Linked DNA regions of Sus scrofa: all the other regions are linked to region 1. Evidence: chromatin contacts called from public Hi-C and HiChIP or PLAC-seq data. All regions are on one chromosome and are shown on one strand. The core of a region is the stretch at or near the end of the contact, and the rest is flanking DNA. Distances in the headings are between cores, read along the strand shown.

Evidence for each region. A called contact is a pair of places that touch in the nucleus more often than the background predicts. HiChIP or PLAC-seq counts read pairs in DNA pulled down with a chosen protein or histone mark.
Region 2: a contact with region 1 is called in an H3K27ac HiChIP or PLAC-seq map of alveolar macrophages. The contact joins the promoter of SLC19A2 here to the promoter of F5 in region 1. A contact is called at or near these places in 1 of 5 promoter capture datasets (liver), 3 of 47 Hi-C or Micro-C datasets (all in liver) and 1 of 2 datasets of contacts at active chromatin or transcription factors (alveolar macrophages).
Region 3: a Hi-C map of blood shows a contact between it and region 1, with 3 times the contacts expected there. The contact joins the enhancer-like site here to the promoter of F5 in region 1. A contact is called at or near these places in 1 of 5 promoter capture datasets (liver) and 7 of 47 Hi-C or Micro-C datasets (alveolar macrophages, blood, liver and 1 more).

Annotation. Positions count from the first base shown.
Region 1 is chr4:81,400,864-81,406,029 of Sscrofa11.1, reverse strand. F5 (coagulation factor V) reads right to left here and starts at 2,757. Exons shown (of 25, transcript NM_214120.1): 1 at 2,501-2,757. The coding sequence starts at 2,658. SELP (selectin P) reads right to left here. Exons shown (of 13, transcript NM_214078.1): 13 at 4,790-5,166.
Region 2 is chr4:81,507,122-81,512,287 of Sscrofa11.1, reverse strand. SLC19A2 (solute carrier family 19 member 2) reads right to left here and starts at 2,067. Exons shown (of 6, transcript NM_001142667.1): 1 at 1,788-2,067. The coding sequence starts at 1,991.
Region 3 is chr4:81,320,350-81,325,515 of Sscrofa11.1, reverse strand. SELL (selectin L) reads right to left here. Exons shown (of 9, transcript NM_001112678.1): 9 at 258-362. The coding sequence ends at 344. Among named protein-coding and RNA genes, the nearest start is that of SELL, 17 kb to the right of the region's middle. Within about 2 kb of position 3,190, at least 4 of the 83 cell types and tissues checked have an H3K27ac peak or open chromatin away from gene starts, as enhancers often do.

The sequences.
Region 1 (5,166 bases), core at 1,508-4,007:
TAATGTGAAAGTCCATTTTTGTTTATTTGTGTGGCTTTTTTATACAGTTGAAAAGTATCTCCCATCCCTAATGTTAGATCTTTAAATATGGGGATATAGGCGACAGTATAAAATCTTTACTAAGAAAAATCAGTCTTTCATGCAGAGTAATTTTAATAGAGGTATGTTTCCTAATATGTTTCACTGTGTATATTGTGTGTGCATACCAAGATATATTTATTTTGATTTGAACGATTGAATTGCTATTGAAAAATAATGTCTGAACAGAAAGTTAAAGATGATATGAATTCAAATGATATGCATGATAAATTTTACATTTAGGAGGACTGTTTAAAGATGATTTATTCAGAATAAAAATCATATCAAGCTAGAACCCTAGAGGAAAAAAATATATCTTTTTTCACTGTCAGGTACTATCTACATGTAAGTGATTGGACATGTATTCTTAGGAAAAATTTTTAAAACATTCACTTCAGAACTGGAGCAAGAATAAAAGATGTATTTCACCTCTAAAAGGCATTGTCTTGCCAATATTACATGAAATAAGGAAAGATCTTTGCTTTGGGCTAAAATACACTTTGGCAAAGGATGGAGTTGTCTATGTTGATTTCTTTATGGTGAGTATCGTCAGCCAAGGGGTAGGACAATTTAGAACAAGCTCATAGTTTAAGCAGCCAGCTATAGATTTTTCACAAAAAAATTCTTGAAAGAGAAGTTCCCGTCATGGTGCTGCGGAAACAAATCTGACTAGGAACCATGAGGTCGAGGGTTCAATCCCTGGCCTCGCTCGGTGTGTTAAGGATCTGGCATTGCTGTGAGCTGTGGTGTAGGTCACAGACGCAGCTTGGATCCTGCATTGCTGTGGCTGTGGCATAGGCCGGCAGCAACAGCTCTGATTAGAACCACCATATGCTTCGGGTATGGCCCTAAAAAGCAAAACAAACAAACAAACAAAACCTAAAGATATGACATAATTTGAGGTGCAAAAATATGGATAGTTGGTTCATGTATGGTCAACTGTATGGTTTTGACTCAATAATTGATTGATATGAGAGGAACAACTCTCCCCTGAATTCTGGAAACTCAGCCACAGAGTAAGAGTATAGGATGATCAGTCATGGCTCTGGATGTGAATTCACCATGTGAATCAGCCTCATGTGGTTCTGCCTACAGAATTCTGCTTGTGATTCTTCGTGTTAATTATGGAAGATGATTATTTCATAATAATGAAAACTTCCAAGCACAAGCACCGTGTGACAAAGAAAAGCCAGTAACAAAATTAATGTTCTACCCATGAGCAGGAAAATTAATGTTGGAAAGACTGTCATTTCCTTTGGGGTTGTAGTTAGTAGTAGTTCCCTAATGTTGTGGGTGTGACCTAGATTATCACCTTGAAATGCAATGTTTTAAATGACTTTTTTTTAAAAAAAGAGAGATTTCTTATTATTACAAGACCAGATACTATGTAATACCCTCCAAAATAACCCAGTTACAAAGAAAAGATTTTAAAAGGGTTAATATTATGCACTAAAAGGCTCAAAATATTACAATATTTTCTTGGCAGATCGCTTTGGTTTCGAAATTATAAAAGAGGAACATATCTTTCACAATTGTTTAAGCTGTGATGTTAAGTTAAAAGAAAACTTAGTCACATTAGCAGTTTATCATTAAAAGAAATAAAAATGTAGCTAACCAGAAATATTGAGTAGAACCTATAATTTGTTTAATTTCTGAGAAGTCTTGTTTGTAAGCTTTCAATTAGGAAAAACAGTTTTGTGACTCAAGTATACTTTTATTATTTAAACCCCCTTGTAGTTACATATGCCCTTTAATAGTGACTCCACCAAAATAGCCAGTTTAGACCATATCCCAGGGAGTGATTAAGAATGAGAGAAAAACAACGAGCCACATGCAGCAGAAAAAGGTAAAGGAACAACAATGTCCATTTTTATGAACTGATGATGTTTTGAAAGTCATCTATAAGAAAACAAAACCCTAAATTATGACAATTGTTGAATAATCAGCTTATAAGAAAGTGCAAGGTATATTCATCTTTAGTTGTAGAAGATGAAGCCGTGTGGAATAAATAATATGTAAATGGAAGTTTAATAAAAATACCAGGCTACTAAAAATCTGGAACAGGAGTTTGCAGGAAAGGCTAATGACCTAGGTACCTGGTGCTTTTGAATCAATCAATATATTAAAGAAACAGTCGATCGTGCTAACAAAACTGCATTAACAACAAACTCTTGAAAGCAGTATCTAGGCAATGAAACAATATTTTCTATATCTTCACAATGGTAAACTGTATTATTGTGGGCAAAATGAGCATCCACCAGGTTTAGTTTATTCATTTTACTTCCCTATTTACTGTATTTACCTACCTGAAGTTGGGGCGAGGGTGAGGGGAAGGGAACAATGGAATTGCAAAGGAATGATCTCTAAAAGAAATAGATTATCCTTCCTAGAGAAGCCCACCCAGACACCACACCTGCCTTACCTGGGGTGTGTGGGCTCAGGGTGATAGTTCCAGCTGATGCTCTGAGCAGCCACGTAGAACTGTCTTACCCTCGCTGCTTCAGTCCCTAGGTTTCCCCAGGCTGCCCAGCTGGTGCCCAGGACCACAAGGACCCAGGGGCAAGGGAGAGCTGGGAACATGGTTCCTTTCTGCTCCTCCCTGCCGTCACCACCCCAGGGAGGGTGGAATGCCGAGGCGGATTGCGCTCGCTTCGATGGCTGTCCGCTGTTGGCACTGCAGTGAGCTCAGGGAGGCTGCGGGTGGCAGTGTCCTCCTCCCCTTTGGCTCTCCCGGGAGGCTTCCACGGCAGCGTTGGCTGCAGCCTGGGGCTGTCCCCACCTCCTGGGACCTTTCCAGGCGGGGGTTGGCTAAGTCACTGCCCCAGATGACTGGAGATATTAGGGAGAGCAACTGGGTTAGTGACTGTTTTACTACAGATGAAGGAGGGACAGAGATCAGAGGCTCTAGCAGGTGGGGCAATGCTCAGGGATTCAGGAAACAGGGCAAAACTGTACTCCTGCACTTCTACCTGCTAACTCCTCTGAGCAGGAGCCCCAGCCAACAACACAACCGCCTGGGGCAAAGGTCACACTTCCCAGACCCTCTGCAATTCCCAATGCAACGGAACCCCAAACCCTCAACCATACTACACTCCTTCTGATCTAAGGAAAACAGCATTATACCCTGTTACTAGGCACAGAAATACTGCATTTTCAGGTGGTGAGGAAGCAAGGGGGATGAGCAAACGAATGGGACCTGCTGGCCTGGCCCACTTTACTGAATTTATGGTCAGTTCTGTCTTGACTAGGGCAGTGGCCACCTAAGGCAGAATGCAGGGCTTAAAGAGCTTCCCTAAGAGAATCAGTTAGATCAAATTTCAATCCCACCTATTAGCTGCGTCCTCTTGGATAAGTTACTTAGCTTCTTTGGAGCTCGGTTTTGACATCTGCAAAACAGAGATGACAATAGTAGTTTTCCCCATTAGGGTTGTTGGGAGAGTAAAAGAAAACTGTGAAGTTTACAGTTACCAGCAATTGGAAAGCACACAGCACATGTTTATTACAGTGATTATATTTTTCCTGCCTCCAGGGACCCTTATAGAGGACCTGGGTGTGTCATACAGCCTTGAGATATGATTTGGCTACTTATAGAGAATCTGAGGATTATATTGTCAGAAACTTCATTGTAACATATCCCGGGTTCCCTGAATCTACATGCCTCTAAGCTTCTGCCTTATGATTTGTCTCATCAGATTCAATACATTGTAATTTAGCACCTCAGGTGAGGTCTGGGTGATGTCAGGTCCCTCGACATTTTCACATCCCTATAAATTCTTCTGTCTGTGCCCCTTGGCTTATATTATTTGACCAATTTAGAATGCCACTCTCTTCCTCTTTGCTGTCCACTCTTTAAAGTCCAGAGTTCTGCTTATCTCCTTGAGCCTGGGCCAAATAGACATTTCCATATTATGAATTTCTACCACACACTTCAAATAATATACTCCTGTTAATTACCCACTGTCTCTTTTCTTTGTAAGAGTGTCTATTGTGTCCCCAACTGGATTATAAACTTTCGAGGGCAGGAGCAGGGCCTTATTCTTTCTGTATCTATAATATCAGTCGGTCACAAAGCTGGTAAACCATCAGAATTCTCTGGGAAGTTTTTACAAAATGTAGCTTCTGACTCAGGATAATCACCTGATAATCATCGTCCTGTAATACCGAACCTAGTGATTGGCAAAAAATAAGCAGTCAGAGATGCCATGGACAGTAGAGGAGAGAAACTTTTTAAAAGCAATGTGTCCCTAAATCCCAAGGTTATTACCAAAATTCTTGCAAAATTCTTTTAACCTTTAGTTAGACTGTTACACCATTTTTATTTGCAAGCTTTATTTGCGTTTTTATTTGCTTGTTTACCTAGTGTCACATGTTCATTGCCTCACATTTCACAGAGACAGGACAACTATATTGTTTGGCTGTCTTTTTTTTTTTTTTGCATCAGTTTCAGAACTTTCAACAACCTATTTATTAAGCATGTGAATTAAAGAACATGGAAAACACATCTGTTCTTCCCTATAGAACATTCATTCAGATGATAAAGACCTTTTCTGCTTTTCTGACTTTCTTCTTGTGTGTATGGGGGTAGAAAGATATATATTTGCTAACCGAAGGGGTGAGCTGTAATTGGGACAACTGTAATTGCGCATTACATTGATTTAAATAAGGTGATGAACATAGACTTTATTCAACAAAACACCAAATAATAGAACAATGGCATTTGGGGAAATCCTTTTAATTAAACATTCACATATTGGTCTTTGGGTCTTTGGGTCTTTTGGCGGGGAGAGTGACAGTAGAGGGAAAGTCTACAGTGACATGTACCTTCCGGTCCTAATTCTCAGTCTTCTGCGGCCTCTGGTGCCATCCAGAGGCTTCTCTGCAACCTCTCAGCAGAGGTCTAAAAGGCTTCATAAAAGGCAAGCACTGAAGATCCCAGGAGGTCCTACAGAAGTTCCCTCTCATCAGAGATGCTGCCTGCTTTCCAAAAAAGTAGAGGATGACTTCCTCCAATCCAAAAATAAAGAGACCTTTTTATTTTTCCACAGTCTGGCCTTCTGGTGAGTCAGATGCTCCAGGCTGTAGCTAATT
Region 2 (5,166 bases), core at 818-3,317, 110 kb before region 1:
CTTCAGTGGCTATACTCAGATTCAGTTGTTAAGGGTCTCCAGAATCATTCTCTTTTGTATTTACTGTCATTTTTTTCCTGTAGAACCATTCTATTCATAAGAGTTGGCTCCTTCCACTTTCCTATTGTTTTTAAAAAATATTATAGTTCAAACAGGTAATGAATGGTCCATATGACTGCGAAATAGAAGATCTAATGTTGGGTAAAAGCTACTTGCTAGTGGTGAGATGATATGAGAAACAAGTGAAATCCTCAACCCAGGGTTCAATGCCAATTTTCAATTCCCTGTTAAGTTCTCTTAAAAATAGAAGTGGTGTATGGATTGACTGGCCAATGGGGACCTGCACGAGGAATTCTACCCAATATTCTGTGATAATCTATATGGGAAAAGACTCTGAAGAAGAATGTGTGTATATGTACAACTGAAATCACTGTTATACAGAAGAAATTATCACAACATTGTAAATCAATCATTCTTCAATAAAACTTAAAAAAAAAATGGAGGAGCAAGGCAACAACAAACTGGACTATGAGTAATTATATCCTGCACTAACCTGTTATGCAGGGATACCAAGTTGCTACTCAGAAGTGACTACTACTCACAGGGGAAGGAGTAAGGTTTAAATGGGAGAAATATTTCATAGGCACTGGAGCAGGGAGGCAGGGTGGGAGGAAGAGTTGACAGAGGAAAAAACGGCTAACAATTCCCCACTCAGCTTTCACTCTTTGTATTGTTCCAGAAAGGAATACCGGGCCTCAGTTTTCATGCTTTGTAGTGTTCAAGGGAAAGGATGCTGAATCTGCTTTATTTGGGCCTTGTGGTAGCACCTTAAATTTAACTCCTTCTTCAGTTAATATCTTCTTCAAAAAACAAGTGTTGAGATTGACCATACACTTTAAAGAGTTAAATACATTTTTAAAGCACACCATGCACTTCTGGAGTACTTAAATATCCTCCCAGGGAAAATCACTCAGCAAGAAGTTCTTGATCATGGACTATGTACTCTCAATTACTCTGAACACAGCAGAACAGAAAGGAGCAAGACTAACATCCGTGAAGCAACAATTCACAATGCCAGAAGAACTCTAATTAAATTCCAACTATGTGACAACACCTAAATATCTGCTTTTATCCCAGGAGGTTGGTAGAGGTGAGAGGCAGGGCATATTCTAGGACATAGTCTCACGCAATTAAAAATCAAGACGAGATAAGGGATGGGTTCTTGTCCTATACAGTCCTTATCTGAGTACATCTATCTGTCAAGGGTAAACAAAGTAAGGTAGGGGAAGGAAGAGGGTACAGTAGGTAGAGGGAAGATCCTTTCAGAAAACAGGAGTTGCCTTGCATCTGTTTCCTTACTTTCAGGCAGCAAATATTTATTTAAACCTTCACTATGTTCGAAGTACAACCTGCTGTTTTCCCTTTTTTCTCCAAATATTCTTCTCCTCCCCGCCCCCCTCCCACTACTGGTTCAGTCTGAGCAGAGTTACACAGTTACAGCATCATCCGCACATCGCCTGAAGCACAAGGGCACTAGGGTTTCCGAACTGCGTTCCGAACCCTTCACCTGAAACATGTCCTATAAATTCAACGGAGGACAGAAAAACAGCATGAATTACGGCAGCGCCCAGCAAGAAGCCTTTTTTCAAAGAGGAACATTCAGGAATCTCTCCCCAGAATGGCTCCTGGGGCTCAAGCGCCTTTCTCAGTCCTGTCTTTCAACCGCACCCGCCTCGGCCCGCCCGTCCCCTCTGCCAGCGGAGCCAGCGTCCTCCCGCCGCGCCTACCTCCCTCTCCGTCAGGTTTTTGTCGGGCCCCAGCAGGTAGGGGGTCAGGAAGGGCTCAGACGGCCTGAGGCTGGCGAAGAAGCCGTAGGCGCAGATCAGCGCGGTGGGCAAGAACCAGCATTCGCGCGGGACCCGAGCCGTGCGCAGGAGCACGGTTGCGGCCGCCGCCGCCGCCCGCCGGGACACCGGGCCGGGCACATCCATCCGGGGCGCGAGGGACGGGGACCCGGCCCCTTCCTGCTCCTTTTCGTCTTCCACCAACTGGAGTCAGGTTGAAGCACTGCCCCAGTGCGGGCACCTGCGATCGTAAGTGTTTCCTCCTCCCGGCAGGGCCAAGCACTTCTGGGATGGCCGCCTCCGACCGCAGAACCTCTCAGCTTTTCCTGGCAGCAGGATCTTCACGTGTCGCCGCCCGCAGCGCCACGGAAAACCTGACACTCCCGAAGACCCACCTTCCGCCACCGCCTCCCCGCTGGGAGCCAATCACAGCGGACGTAGGGCATTGGCTTCTCTTCTATTGGTCACAAGCTGGGAGCCCGGGGCGGTGGCGGTGGCTGCAACACGCCTGGCGGCTGACGTCCTCTGGTTCGGGCGCCGAGGACTTGGAGGACTCAGCTCCTAACGCGACTGCTTGTGGTTTCGGCGCGCGACGGTCAGGCGGCGATCGGCCCGCCCACGCTGGAGGTCGGCTCGGTCATGCTCAGTGCAGCAGCTCACCTTTCCGGAGTGCTCCATGTGGGCTTTATCCCCACGGAGAGGAAAACGCTGTTCCAGTCTTCTCTCTCATTTTTAAACGCAGTCCCTCTCTGGACGTCCGCTCACATTCTCCTCAAGCGGCCAGCGCGGGGCAAAGATTTAACCTTGAGGCGGAAGAATGCTCTATTTTTCTTCCAGCGGCTTTCAGTCTGTAGATTGTATTCATCTGCAGTAAAAAGACATGGGAAGCCTGGAACCTAAGCAGTTCAGGGCGTTTACCAAAAGACCGAGCTGGAAAACGATAAAATACTGTGAAAAGAATGAATGAGCTAGTCACTTAACAGAAGGACCATGATGGAGTTCTAATTAAGGGTATTAGCTTTATTTCATTACTTTTTGTAAGCGGGGTACAAAGAAAGTAAACATAATTGTAGATATATCCTGTGTTTAAAGGGTAAGGGGGAAATCCCGAGTCATTAAAGCAACAGCAAAGTATCACCTCTTTATTAAAAAAAAAAAGTCTTGGCATAGTTTTCAAGGGCAAAGCTTGAAAATACCCAGGGTTTGCTTTCACTTCTCTCTTTTTCTGCCTGACTCAGCTTGACGGTATCCCAGTCCTTTCACTGCAGACCAAGCTGCACCAAAAGCAATTTCTCCTGTGCAGTATTTGTAGAGTACAGATACTGCCAGAAGCTCACAGAAAACATTTTGAACTGTTTTGCTTTATGTATATCACGAATCATCTCAAATTCCCTTCTGAGTCAGCAAATGACCCTTTTTGCAAAGAGGATACTTTTTGCTATCAGCCACAAAAAATGACTCTCTCTACCACATGGAAGGACATACCAGTAAAGGGAATGGAGATTTGTTTCTAAGACTGTGCAGTGAATGCACTGAAATGTGTGAGTTGATTAATCACTGAAGGAATGAAGTTGTTGGTATTTGCATCTATCAGTGGGCCTCAAAGTGTGGTTCAGGAAGCCCTAGGGATTTGTGGGATCTTTTCAGAATTCCACGATGTCAAACTACTTTCATAATAATACTAGGACTTTACTTTCTTTTGCCCTCTGGAGACTACCTGATGTGTGATGACATCCCTCTAAAGGATAAGAGAATATGTGTTTGTAAATTTTTGTGTTTAGAAACTTTCCAAATGAATTTCTAATATGGCACTACCAGTAGGTATAACTCACAAAAATAAAGAGTCTTTATGGGCCCTAAATAACAGGAAGTCTTGAGGCCTCAAAGTAAGAACTTGTAATCTGCATAATACAATTATCTAGTCCCCTAAAACACTAGTGGTCCTCTTGGCAATTTCTTTGCCTTTGGATTTGCATTCAGTGCTTTAGTAGAAAAGGAGGAGTTTCTGTTGTAGCTCAGTGGTAACAAACCCAACTAGTATCTATGAGGATGTGGGTTTGATCCCTGGCTCTGCTCAGTGGATTAAAAGATCTGGTGTTGCTGTGGCTGTGGTGTAGACAGGCAGCTGCAGTTCTGATTCGATCCCTAGCCTGGGAAATTCCATATGATGCGGGTGTAGCCCAAAAAGCCAAAAAGCGAGAGAGCGAGAGAGAGAGAGAGAGAGAGAGAGAGAGAAAGAAAAACAAAAGAGGCCTCAGAAAGAGAAGTGCACTTATTAAAAACAGCTTTCCATCCCTTCCCTGAATCTTGGAGACCTAAATTATGTTAATCTGTGAATCATTGGTTCTGAAATATTTTCCTTGGTATAAATCACTTAAGCACCTCAACTTCTCTTTGCAATGTTGGGCATTAACAATAATTGTTCTTGAATTAGGAAAAAACTTTTTAAAACATTATTTTCTCTAAGAGGTCATGGAATAGTTCTGAGAATGACCCCCAGTGAGCCTTGCCTTGTGTAATCCCCTCCCTTTTGAGTGTGGAGTGGAATCCCTGAATTTAATGAGATAATACAACTGTTTGTTACACTGTGTGGCAAACGTGAGATTATCCAGGTGGGCCCAATGTAATCACAGGAGCCCTTTAAAAGCAGAGAATTATCTCCTGCTGGTAACAAACGAGGCAAAGATGTTTGAAAAAGGAGAAAGCTATGTCACACTGTTGCTCCAGGAGGCTGTGTGCCAAAGATGTGGGCACCCTGTGGCAGTTGAGGCTGACTCTTGGCTGACAGCCAGCAAGGAACTGGGGATTTCAGTCCTATAATCACAGGGAACTGCTTTCTGCTCCAAACCTAAACAAACTTGGAAGTGGCTTCTTCCAAAGAGCCTCCAGATTAGAGCGCATCACAGCCAACATCTTAATTTCCGCCTGTCAAGTTCTAAGAAGAGAAAGCGCCCAAGCCCACCTGGATTTCTGATTTACAGAACCGTGAGTTAAGTTGTTATAATTTTTTAAGCAGCTAAGTTTGGGGTAGTTTGTTATACAGCCATAGGAAACTAATACAGAGGTAAATAGAATATATTTTTTAAATTAAAGTAATATTCACGCAGTGCGAGATTTCTCATTAACTGTATTTAAGTGTACAATTCCGTGACATTAGTACATTCACAGTGCTGTGCAACCATCACTTCTCTCTAGTTCTAAGAAATTTCATCACCTCAAAGGAAACTTGGACCTGTTAGGAAATCACTGTCTATTCTCCCCTCCCACCACCCCCAGCAAACACTAATATGCTTTCTGCCTCTGTAGATACCTATGCTGAATG
Region 3 (5,166 bases), core at 1,941-4,440, 81 kb after region 1:
GAATTGAATCTGGAAGCAAGAGTCAAGAAAGAGAGTAAAATCAGTATATTTGTATTCCACAGCAATTTTTTCCCCGTGGTCTTGTTTCTCCATAGAAAAGAGAATAAGAGACTGAACTAGTAAAGACTACAACTGCCAGCTGAAGGTGGGGGAGCGGATGAGGGGCAAAATGGGAACAGATGGAGCGGCTGAAGTTTCATGCTGAAAACTTTTCAGATGCACTGAAAAACACACACTTCATCTTCAGTGCAGGAGATGCCACGAGGCAAAACTTGTCATGGACAGATCTGAAGGATCCAGTGATACTTCAGTATCCCAAGTACTTCCTTTCACATCAGGTGGTTTAATATGGATCATCCATGCTGAGTGAAAAACAAAGCAATATAAATTAAATTAAAGGGCTTAAAAAGTGCATAAGTAAAGTGTTGGTAGTAAAAGAAAACATTCACTCAAGGTCAGAAGGGGAATGAAGAAGCTATCTTTCAGAGGAGTTACAAAATGCCAGGATATTCACTAAGGCACAAAAATGAGAAAAGAACCCTAAAGCAGCAGTTTTTACCCTTGCACATGCTCATGATCCAGACGTAATGTGAAAGTATAGATGCTGATTCAAGTCGGGGGGTGGGGGGGCTGAGATTCTGCATTTCTTTTCTTTTTAAAATTTTTTTTAAAAAACAAATTTTTTTTTTTTGGAAAAACAAAGGGTGGGGGGAAAATGTATACATGTAAGAGCAACTTGATCCCCATACTGTACAGTGGGAAAAAAATTTTTTTTTTTAAAGTGTCAGAGTTATACACAATGGAATATTTTTAAAAAAAAGTTTCTGCACAGGAAAGGAAACCCTAAACAAAATACAAAGACAACCCACAGGATGGGAGAACACATTTGCAAATGAAGTGACCCCATTTGAAGGGGTTAATCTTCAAAATTTATAAACACCTTCTGCAGCTCAATACAAAAAGACAAGCAACCCCTTCAAAAAATGGGCAGAAGATCTAAACAGACAATTCTCCAAAGAAGACATTCAGATGGCCAAAAAATACATGAAAAGATGCTCAACATCACTCATTACAAGAGATATTCAAATCAAAACCATTATGAGGTACCACTTTACACTGGCCAGAATGGCCATCATCAAAAAATCTACAAACAGTAAGTGCTGGAGAGGGTGTGGAGGAAAGAGAACTCTATTACAATGTTGGTGGGAATGTAACTTGATGCAACCACTGTGGAAAACAGTATGGAGATTCCTCAGAAAACTAAAAGTAGGATTACATATTGATCCAGCAATCTCACTCCTGGGCTTCTATCCAGAGAATACCACGACTCAAAAAGATACATGTACTCCAGTGTTCATTACAGCACTCTATACAATAGCCAAGACATGGAAACAACCTAAATGCCCATTGACAGAGGAGTAGATAAAGAAGATGTGGTACATATAACAAATGGAATTTTACTCAGCCATTAAGAGGAAAGAAATAACAGCATTTGTAGCAACATGGATGAACCTAGAAATTATCATGCTAAGTGAACTCAGTCAGTGAGACCCCAATGTCAAATGCTATCATTTACATGAGGAATCTTAAAAAAGAGCACAATGAACTTCTTTGCAGAACAGATACTACTCACAGACTTTGAAAAACTTACGGTTTCCAAATGAGACAGGTTGGGGGTTGGGGGGAGACACTGAGGGTTTGGGATGGGAATGCTATAAAATTGGGTTGTGATGATCGTTGTACAACTATAAATGTAATAAAATTCATTGAGTAATAAAAATATTTGAAGTATAGTTGATTTACAATGTTGTGTTAGTTTCAGGTGTACAGCAAAGTGATTCAGTCATAGACATAGAAATATGTCTATTCTTTTCAGATTTTTTTCCCTTATAGGTTATTATAAATTATTGAATATAGTTGCCTGTACTATATAAGTTGGTTCCTGTTTTTTATCTGTTTTATACACAGTACTGTGTATATGTTAATCCTAACCGCCTAATTTATTTCCCTCTCCCTTTCTCCTTCTGTGACCATAAGTTTGTTTTTATGTCTGTCAGTTCATTTCTGTTCTGCACACAGATTCATTTGTATCACTTTGGTTAGATTCCACATATAAGTGATATCATATGATGTTTGTCTTTGTCTGGCTTACTTCACTTAGTAAAATAATCTCTAGGTCCATCCATGTTCCTGCAAATGGAATTATTTACCTCTTTTTTATGGCTTCTAACAAGCTCCCTGGTAATGTGTAAGCGGCTGGTCCTCAGATCACACTGAGAGAAATCTCAGCAGTACAGGCTTTGTCTTCAGATCCAGTGAATATAAAGGACATTTTAGATAGATTTTGAACAGCAGAAAGCCAGAAAAGTAGAAGACGACATGTTCGCATGGATAGAGAAATCAGAGAAAACCAAAATTCACGCAAGGTGTGGTGGTGGTTCTAAATGCCTGATTCTAGTGGCATAGGATTTAAGGAGATGATGACAAATTTAGTTTCATGAGAAAAAAAAGTGGTATGTATGTGTGCACAAAACAACTGTCTCATTCTTGGAAAGAATAGGGGAGAACCAAATATGGTAGGTCTTAATAACACCTCTCAAAAGGAGAACCAGATTCTGAGATTCTGTTCTCATGATGAACTGCCAGAGTAAACCACAGTTCAGCAGCTGCAAACGTGCTTGCCAGTTATAGAGATGAAAATGTTTCTGAAAACAAAATTTCACATATACCCTCCTCTGAGGTTGGCATCGTATCTTCCTGTGTATCTTGGGTGTAGCTTTTACCCAGGCAGAATTTAGATTCTAGAAACCAAATGAGGTGATAAACAGAACCATTTTGCAGAAGAGTCAAAATAACCCAGCAAGAGTTGAAACCACAAATGCCCTAGGAGTCAGTCATTCACCAACCAAATGCTAATAGGAATAAGCTCAAAGGACTATGAATGTTAGTTCAAGGACTTTAAAAAAACAACAACAAAAACTGATATGCAGTGTTGAGTGTGATAGTGTTCATTTTACCTTTGGCTTTTTCTGGAAACACACCCTATTACATCCACCCCACCCTTCCTCAGTGCCATCACACACTGGTTTCAGTGCAAAATAAAAAATTACACTACTGGAGGAGGAGGGTATCTGGGACTTACACCTCCAGCCTGGGCATCAAGATACCTGAGTTCTAGAAGCATTAAGGTTCAGAGCATGATCTTTGGATCTAGATGGGTACAAATCTCAGCTTTGCCTAGTTATTGAATTTCTCTCTTCCTTCACCAGTAAAATGGAAATATTAATACCTATACACACAGGATTTGTAAGCAAAATTTAATGATTTAAGACATGTAAAACACTCAGAACAGTGCACAGCATTGAATTAACATTTGATACATGTTTAATATTACTGTAACTAACTGTCACTAGCTCAAGGACTATAGGAAGGTTATTTAATTAGCTCAATTATTAAGAGAGTTTGAAAACCATGTCCATTGAGATCCTGTTCAGAACAAAAATTCTATGATTCTATGGTCACTTGGCCCAATAAATTTGAAGTACCCCAAGGCAGCTGGGCAGATATTTCTTTCTTGCCAGGTCCTTTTAGAATGTCTGGTGAAGAATTCAAACCTGTGTGGTGGAGCAAGACTTCCCTTCTAAATTCTGTTCACAGCACCCCCAATATATCCTGGGCTCTTGGTAGTTCTATCCACTGGGCTCTGACCATGCTTTCAGAGCGCCAGCATCATGCCACTTAACATCATTTCCCTCTTTTAGATTGCCTTTCCTGCTTCTCTCCATACACCTAAATCCTATCTATCCTTCAAAAACCAACCTAGGTTCCATCTTCTTTATAAGGTTTTCTGTGATCACCAAACTTCTTCTGTATTGAAAAATCTTGTCTTCAATATAGACTTCACTGACCATTACATATTCTGCTTTGGTTTTTCCTAATTTTCTTCCTATCTTTCTGTCTTAACTAGATAATGATCTCCCTTAGGTCGGGCACAAGGACTTACTCCTTTTGGTCTCTCAGTCAAGCTTAGCATTGATCCGAAACAAAGGTGTTCAATAAGCAGCTGGTTGATTGATTCATCGGAAAAATCGGTGAACCATTAAACTTAATATGGCAATTAGCTTAATATGGTGATTAACCCAACACTAATAATCTTCCTGCCCGAAGCTCTTCCTATCCCCCAAGGTCGTCTAAAAAGTTGAATTGATCTGCTTCCATCTAGCGGCAATTAAAACACAGGTGGTTCCTGTGGCCAGAAAACAGCTTTGGGTAGATGGTGCCAGAAAAGACTTTCACTCAGTGGGTGTGGGCATGAGAGAAATCTTTATATCTTGTGGATTTCCTGCCCACATAGATGGGGATGTCAGCCTAGAGAAGGGTCTAGGATCCTAGCTACACTATCTAGTGGAAGATAGGACAACAAAAGAAAATAGAACAAAAGAAACTTCACTGACCCTTTGTCCCCATCCAGTTAGCTCTCCTGACTCTCTCACCTCCTTTGACCAAGCTCTGTAAAAGAGATGATGTACATGTTGTACCTCCACTTTCTTACCTCTATGGATTCCTCAGCCCCTGGCTATCATGACCTCATCGTTGAAAACAATTTCCCTCTGATACCATACTACATCCATGGAAACCTACTGGTTCTCCTAATAGTATTTGAGATAGTTTCCATTCCCTTCTTTCCTAAGAGTCATGACCTCATCCTTTCCTCATTTTCCTTCTGCCTCTCTGGCAACCTTTTCCCATTCTCCTTTTCCTTAGCTGACTGGTCTGATACTGACTTTCCTCTGGTCCCTGCCCTCTCACCCACATCCTCTTCCATGCCTCTATTGCACATAATCTTGCGTGTTTGTACCTGTTCCTGAGATTCTGTGATGTGAGAACCTCCAAATCAATTTCTTTTGGTACAGATAGAACCAACAGACCACAGATGAGTCACAGACACCTAGAGCTGAACAGGTACAAAACCAAACCCATAACTGTCACCTCCAAAGCTTCTCATTCTTTGGGTTCCCTTCTCAGTAAAGAGGATAGCAGAGAGATTAACCACCCACCAGTTCCCAGATTAGAACAATGGCAACTGATTTGATTCTCTTCTTTCTCTCTTTCTTAGCCAGTTAATAATTGTATTTACTTGATTGTACCACTAGTTATCTCATGAAC